2 separate regions of the Sus scrofa genome follow, and region 2 is linked to region 1. A link is a contact called in public HiChIP or PLAC-seq data. All regions are on one chromosome and are shown on one strand. Each heading gives the region's core, a stretch centred on a gene start, on an enhancer-like site or on the middle of the called end of the contact. The rest is flanking DNA. Distances are from core to core; before and after follow the strand shown. Region 1 holds the start of AGPAT5 (1-acylglycerol-3-phosphate O-acyltransferase 5). Region 2 holds the start of ANGPT2 (angiopoietin 2).

Region 1 (4,302 bases), core at 838-3,337:
AGAGCAAAGGGGTAACTTGTAGGTAGGGGCTGGGTTTGGATGTAAGCAGGAAACAAGAGTGGCTCAAGTTCTCAGTGTCTGCATGCCAGAACATGGCACAAAACTTCACAACCTTCAGTAACTCACAGAAGGCAACATATTACACATATCACACATTCACCAGCTTCATGTGTACAGGTCAAAACCGGAACACTCAATCAACTTTCTCTTCAAACATTTTTCTAACCATAGAGATGTCTGGTCTCAATGAAAGGAAGTGTGAGCAGCATGGGCTGTACATTCTGTCCACACCCAGGACTTTTCCCCTCCCAAATGAAATCAGTTCTCACAGCACAGGCATTCATTACTTTCTGCAGAAAGAGAGGAATCCCTGTTGAAAACCTTTCAATATGTGTCCAGTTGGCAATTTATCTGTTCAAATACTTGTTCCTTGAGCAATCTCTATTCGCTTGGTTTTGTTCCTCAAGGTCACCATTTACCAATCACATGACATCATGTCAATTATGTACAGATAGTCAAAAAAAGTAGCCACCATCCTAGCCCTGATTAGAATGTTCCACTAATATATATGCCTTCCTGCATAAAATTACACCACGGGCTTGCATTCAAAAAATTTTTTTTTTTTTTTTTTTTTTTTTTTTTTACTTAAACCATACTCACTGTAGCCAAAGTGCAGTAGGATTAAGAAGGCCTCTGGGTCTGCTGTTTTTGTTTGTTTTGTTTAATTAGAGTATAGTGGATTTTAAAAGTTTCTTCAATTTCTGTTGTGGATCTGTTTTTACATCAACAAAACAACTGCCCTGACTCCCTAGATTTTTGTTAAGGTCACAAAAGTAGGTCAGTTCTTTATGCCACATGTCCACACAAGCACTTTCAAGGACTACACAAAAAAATAAAGTTCCTCATAAACTATCAAAAAGAAGTCAAAGAGCCAGGCCCTGAGGACGTCAAGCAAGAGTGAACTTGGTAAGTTCTGATAAAACTGTGTAGAGTACCTTGTAAAAAGGATGCCCAGCTATGCGTAAACTTAGAGTGATGGAAGAATGGGGCCTGATTCGGAAGCACCCTAAGGGTGAGTGCAGGGATGGAGCGGGAGTCCTGTGCACCTGCTGCAGAGGAGGAAGCCTGGAAGGAGGTGTGGGGTGGAGTGAGGTAGAGAGGAAGACACCTTTAAAGAGAAGGTAAGCCTGGTCTGATGACCCAAGGCTGGCGCTCGGACAGCGCTTATGTCACTACTGAAAGGGCCCGGATCATGTCCCGTCAGCCTTCCCACAGCAGGCCTGACAGGAGACCTCTTAGCGCGGAAGTCAAGGTCTGCAGCACCGCGTGTCACCTATGTCGCTTTGAGGGCGCATTCCGGGGCCCAGGGACCCTCAGGTACGGAAGCAGGAGGTGGAGCGTTCCCTCAGGCCAACCAGCACCCAGAATTCGACCGGGGTAGGGGAGGGGGGCGCAGAGCCGCCCACTCCCCTCAACCAGCACCCACCTTCACCCTGCTCCGCCGGGCAGTTGCCACCTCCCATCCTGCCTCCGCAGCTAGGCCCTGCTTTCGGGGCATGCGCAGTAGCCAGAGCCGGGCAGTCCACGCTTTCGGGCGGCAGTTGCGCTTCAACCGTCAGCCACAATCGACCAATCCAGAGACGAGTTCTTGCCGCAGAGCCCTCCCCGCCCACGACAGGGGACTATGGTAACGGACAGCCAATCAGAAGGAACTTTGTTGGCGCGAAGCCCCGCCCCCGGCAGGGGCAGAGGGTGACGGGCGAGGGTCATGGGGTGTAAGTGATCCTGAGCAACCCTGTGCCCTAGGGCCGCGACATCCCCTTGTCCCGCGGCCGCTACCAACGCGCCGGGACCCTCACTCGCCCGCCCGTTCACCCTCTGGCGGCGGCACGGCCCATGCGGCTGGGGGCGGAGGCCGGATCCGGCGCGGGCTGGGTGTTTCAGGTGCGGCCGGCGGCCTGGGGAGGTGAGGGGGCGGTGGCTGGGCCGGGCCCGGCCCGGTGATTGGCCGCCGGCTGAGGGCAGCGGGGCGACCCGAGGCTGCCCGGCTGGGAGGAGCCCGCAGAGCATTCCGCACGCGGAGCTGGGAAGATGCTGCTGTCCCTGGTGCTCCACATGTACTCGATGCGCTGCGTGCTACCGGGCGCCGTGCTCCTGGGCACAGCCCCCACCTATGTGCTGGCCTGGGGGGCCTGGCGGCTGCTCTCCGCCTTCCTGCCTTCCCGCTTCTACCAGGCGGTGGACGACCGGCTCTACTGCATCTATCAGAGCATGGTGCTCTTCTTCTTCGAGAACTACACTGGGGTGCAGGTGAGGCACTGCCTGCCCTATGCGCCCTCCTTCCACACCTGCCGCCCCCTCCCTTGGTCTTGATTCCTTCGGGGGCTCAGGCGTATCTTCCAGCTTGGAACCACCCAGCGCTCCCAGTTCGTGTAGGATTGTTCCGCCTTGTCGGACAGGTCGGCCCCCGGAACACGTGCTATGACCCATCCTCCCTCCGTGGGGGAAATTTGATGTTCTTTCGCGTTTGGCCGGATGCTTCCTTGCAGGTACTCAGTAGGTAGTCTCAGTAGCTTTGTTTTGAGGCTACAATTGGAATGAGCCGTCCGCTCTTCCCCTCTTTTAACTATCTGTCTTGGTGCTTAGCGAAGTAGCTGCAGATGAACATTTAAGTAGGGCGAGCAGTAGTTGACAGTTTCTGGCATTTGGTCTAAGGCGTTTATGTTGGAACTCAAAAGTGCGCTTTTAAAAATTGGAGACCATCTCTTGAAACAGACTGATGTTACTATTTGAACAAGAAGTACAACTTTGTTTTGTATTCTTCCCCAGTGTAAGTGAAAGCTGGGCGAGGAAATTAATACATTTGTTACAGTAGAAGCCCTACGGTAGATAAAGTTCTTGCAAACTTTGACTAGGCTTAAATGTGTGGCTGATCTTTTGTATGATTAGTTTGTTTCTTTCTCTGTAGAGATTGGATTTGTAGACTAACTTTGTAAAACAAACAAAAGTAGAAGGCCCTTTTAACTTTAATTATTTGAAGTCTTTTACACAAAAATGTCAGTTGTGAATTTTCCTTTTATTTCTCAATTTGGAAAAAAAAAAAAGAGCTTGATTCTTGGTTATTCCTTATATCCAGTTAGTACTTATTTTTCCCTTTTCTTGGTGGGGGTGGGGTCGAGTGACTGGGATGGCATTGTTTTGTCTTTTTGTCACCCCCACCCCCACCCCGCCGGCCGCACCCCAGCAGCTGCTTTCACCCTGTTGTCCTCCAGCTCCTATTTTGAATTTGCAGTTGCTTTGCAGAATTAGATCCTGGATAACTCTGAATTTGCCCCAGTTGGAGGTTTGGGGGAAGAGAACTAGGGGAAGGCAGGGCCTCCATTTAAATCAGTATCTGTGTTTCCTAGGAAAGAAAGACCTCTCTTCCAGATAATGCTTTCCTGGTAAATTGACTTTTACAAAGAGCCTCCTTTAAAACTTTAATCAATTCAGACCAGTCATTTGCACACTCTGTTCTTACTTCATCCCTTTTGTCTAAATGTGGGTTTTTATCATACTAAGTATTTAATTTCACATCATACAACAGCTGACCTGGGCTAAGATACAGATTCAGAACATATGACACAGTCATTTACTTCTTAGAAAAATAATTCTACTTTTGGTGGGTCATTTTATTTTAGTTGAAAGCATATAACATGTCCCATGCAATAAAACACATATACCATTGGACAGATTTGTGTTTAGCAAATTTCTTATCTTAAAATAACTATTATAAAATATAGGTGTTTCTGAAATTGTATATCCTACCTTACAGTACAGTATAGACTTCCAGGTTATGATCTGAGCTCTCGGCACAAGGTTTTTAAAAAGTTTAATCTCTTGATCACTGGGCACTCAGTTCTAGGATTCCTAACAAACTTCATCAAGGGACCTGAATTAAATAAAACTTTGAATTATGCTTGAGAACCATCAGACATCCTTTTATAAATACATGAAGAACCAGTATCCAGTAATAATGAGGATTTGTTTTCCTTTGTTTATTAAAAAAAAAAAAATTTTTTTTTTGGTTGCTCTTCCCCTCCTACTGTAATATAACAAAATTGATCATTGATCTTTGCAGGCCACAATGTCTGGTGATATGAAACATGTCTGCTCATTAATACCTTCTGTTTTGTCACCACCTTCTCCCTGCCTAGTAACAACCGATTTACTTTAAAATATATTTTACACTAAGAGCTCTGCTGTTATCCCCTCTTCCCCAAATGCTAACACAATACATTGTAGCAATCAAAAATGAAATGT
Region 2 (3,764 bases), core at 398-2,897, 210 kb before region 1:
TAAGATAAGGTGTCCTAAGAGAAGGTTTACGGAGAAATGAAAGACTGGGGCAAAGTTTTGAATGGGGGAAAACAGCTCTGCTTTCAATGGTCACGTTCTCTGCTGTGTAAGCATTGTGCTATGATGTCACTGCAATAGTTAATGGCTAATCTATGTATGCAATTTGTTCAAAACTCCTTTAGAATATAAGTAGTCCTTATCAAGAAAAACTCCGGGGTGATTCTGGGTCTCATATAAATAGCCTTACATGTGAAAGTGATGGCTTGTGAAAGGAAACCTGAGCTTTCAGTATCACATTTGAGTTAAATTTTCTGAAAAGTCTGAAACAGTGAAATCACCTGAGCCCCAGGAACATGACCCTCTTGCAGCCAAGCACCCTGCACGCCCGCCCACATGGGGTTGCCTTCAAAACTGATCAAGAAACTGAAGGGTGCTTGAAGGGAGCTGCAGCGCTGAACCCCCTCAGACGCCTGGAAACTCACCCCCACTTGCAAATGGCAAACCCTTGGGATAAAGCCCCCAAGGTTCTGAGAAGCGTAAGCCCTGCTTTATTTAATTTCCTCTCATTTACCAAGAGTCCCCGTCTATTTTAGTAAATAAATTCAGGAAATTGGTAAAGCACTTTACTCCATCCGTTATGTATCAGTAATTAGCATGATTGTCACGTTTTTCCTGGCTCCGGCGCTGCTGTTGCTTGCAGCTTCCCTCCTGTGCCTGCGGCCGGTTTATAACATCCCTGGTAATGGGTTTTATGAGCATAAACTACTTACACAAACAAAACAGCCCACACTTGTGCAGAGAAGTGTGCTTCCTCTGTTTCTAATGATTCCTGACTTTAGAGACTTTTCTCCATCTATCCTGGTGTCCTCCCCCAGTAATCCTTGTCCCTTTCCACCCACGACTGCTTTACACAGCAGGGAAGAATGAAAGAAGTGGCAATTCATTCATAGGTATCAGCCTCTCTCTCCTCTGCTGCCTGATCACCGCCCTCTCCCGCCCGTCTTAGCCGAACCAAGGAAAGGTGATCTCCTACCTTCATTAGCCACTGGGTATTGTTTTCCATGATATTCTCCAGCACTTGCAGCCTCTGCACAGAGTCGTCATAGTCGAGCGGCGCGTCCCTCTGCACCGCGTTGGACACGTAGGAGCTGGAAGGGGAGCGGCAGTTGTCCGTCTCAGGCAGCAGGAACGTGTAGCTGCAGGGGCCGTGCTGAACCTGATACTGCCTCTTCCCCGTGCTGTCCATGCTCTTCCGAAAGTTGTTATAGGCTGCAGCCAAGACGAGATCACAGCTCAGAGTGAAGAAAACAAGCTGCCACATTCTTTTCCTCTGTGGGAATCAACCTCCGTTTAGCAAAGTGCAAGGCACGGGAGGCTCCCGGGTGCTAAGCTGCCCTCTCAGGCACGGGGCTCTGCTGCCATGGCTCAGGGTCCATCAATGAAAGTTCCCGCTTCCCTCTTTCCCTGCAGCAACTTTGGTTTCTGATGCCGCTTTCTCCTCTCTGGTCCCCAGTAAACTGTCAGACTGCAGTCGGAAGAATAATCCTACTCCCTTGTGAAGGCTGCATTCGCCTTCCAGATCAGACTTAATGCGCCTTTGTCTTGCTTCCCCCAGATTCTGCGGTGTCAGGATCCGAATCAATCACTTTCTTTCCTTATATGATAAGTTGATAAGAGAGCCAGACATGTGTAGCTGGCTGCCCCGCCCTCCCCTCCCGGCTTGTCCGTTATCTTCCTGTAGGGGGTCACTAGGCAGGCAACAGGAAAAATCCGAGTGTGGTGTGTGTTGTCCAGGCAGGGCTATAGGCTGTAGAAGCCCTCTGGGAAAAGCCCATCAGTTACAGGACCCCTGGGTATTTCAGAGGCACCACCCTAATTGAGTATTTCCTAGAGAGAGCTTGGCGGTCTCTTGTGTCTGAAACTGATTTCACAGGGCTGAGCTGGTAAAATATCTGGGGCAATAACTTTAAAGTACAATGAAAGTTCCTGTTTTTTCCTTTAGGAATAAAAATACTACAAATATGTCAGGACTTTGGTTTATTTTTGTTATTACCAACAAAAAGGAAGAAGTCTTGCTCTTATAAACTCTTTGCCTTTTTCATAGGGAAAATAGTTTCCTTGGTATTACTTGATTTTTGAACCACTAGCTTAAGAATGCAGAATTTTCATCTTAAAACAATTGGATAGAAACATCTCACTTTATTAAATTGGGTTAGGAAAATCAAGTTTTTGAGCTCTGACATTTAATCTTTTAAACAAAATATCCACTTCAGTATTCAAAGTAAATTTAAAATATGCTGGACTGATTAATGGCCCTCTAAATTATAATACATAGAGAAATCACAGTTTAAATAAGAGGAGGGTGAGAGAGGCATACATAAGCTTCTCCTTTATTAGGTCAGGGTTTGCTCAAATCCCATCATTTTGTAACATACTATCCAGGATCAATTAAATCAGCCACAGTTAGGGTCGAAGGCAAATCACTCCTTTTTAATTAAGCTCTAAATCCTCATCTGTAAAATTCAGAGGTTGCATTAACTCCCAAGATTCTTCTGTTTCAATTCTGTGGCTCCGTAAACCCTCTGTGTTCCTTCCTTCCTGGAGCTAAAACTTAGCACTTCAGAGACTGACAGTTGGCTCACTCACCAGCCAGAGTGCACAAGGGAACATGGAGCCTGGCATGGTCTTTTCACACCTCGTTGCCTGAGATTTGCCTCCAGGCCCGTCCAGCACTGACCTGACAGACCTCATCTACCCGTAAAGCCAGTGTCGGGCAGTCCAATCATGCAAGGCCAGATTTCAGAAGATTTTTAGGGTTTTCATTCTTGGATGACTATGAGATTTGTATAGGGAATTCTGTTTCAAGAGACCTAGTTAAACCTTTATAAAGGTCCCTCTCATGCAAGGACTGGCTCCCAGGTTACCCCCAGAGCAGGGACCTGTCTGAGGTCCACAGACAGAATTCGTGGGGTCTGTGAGCCTTGACAGAAAAAGATGTCTTTTTCACCAAAGTCTAACTGAAAATATAGCCTTGCTTTTAGCTATGAGTAGGTCACAAGCAACCCTGGTCAATATCTCTGGCCACCAATAGGCATCACATATTTTTGTCATGATAAGTCAAGCTGTTACTGCACTCAGCACTACATTTTTACGTAATCTGCCCCCAAGATCCTGTTATTTAATGTCTGAATAAAACAGCCCATTTCCGATAAAGGGTTCATAGACTTCCCCTGGCTATCGAAGGGCTCCATGGCTCAAGGAAAGCTAGATCTCAATTCTGGTACATGCTTTCCACCACAGGAGCAAATTAAATACACCTTACTTGGACCACTGACCATAGAGGGAAGACAGGGCCAGTGTTAGAACCCTGATTCACTGAGGTCTGAAGCAAATGTTTAACTTCTCTAAGTCTGCGTTTCCCTACTTGTGGAATGAGATGACTCTTTCTCTGTAGCACTTTTAGAATTTAAATGATATGGAATAATGCATGTTATTTAGGACTATCACTTCCTTTATCAGCACTTCCATTAAATGGGAATTAGCTCTTGCACCATCAGATGTTACAACTGTTGTACTCTGGGTGAATGTGAAGCAGGAACACGACAGTCACATTTCTTCTAAGTTTCTTCCTCGTTTGAAAGCACATATTATAAGGTATTAATATTGCGTGTGTGGTTTTAAAAATCACCCCTCTGCCTTCCAGCCAAATATGGTGGTTTAAAAAGAAGCCACAGGAAGTGCATGTACCACAAGCCCTTCCCGCC

Evidence for each region. HiChIP or PLAC-seq counts read pairs in DNA pulled down with a chosen protein or histone mark.
Region 2: an H3K27ac HiChIP or PLAC-seq map of alveolar macrophages shows a contact between it and region 1. The contact joins the promoter of ANGPT2 here to the promoter of AGPAT5 in region 1. A contact is called at or near these places in 1 of 5 promoter capture datasets (liver), 1 of 47 Hi-C or Micro-C datasets (fetal heart ventricle) and 1 of 2 datasets of contacts at active chromatin or transcription factors (alveolar macrophages).

The regions. Positions count from the first base shown.
Region 1 is chr15:37,799,408-37,803,709 of Sscrofa11.1, forward strand. It overlaps AGPAT5 (1-acylglycerol-3-phosphate O-acyltransferase 5), which reads left to right and starts at 2,088. Exons shown (of 8, transcript NM_001143701.1): 1 at 2,088-2,310. The coding sequence starts at 2,092.
Region 2 is chr15:37,592,570-37,596,333 of Sscrofa11.1, forward strand. ANGPT2 (angiopoietin 2) reads right to left here and starts at 1,648. Exons shown (of 9, transcript NM_213808.1): 1 at 1,034-1,648. The coding sequence starts at 1,321. The region is part of intron 12 of MCPH1 (microcephalin); the gene reads left to right.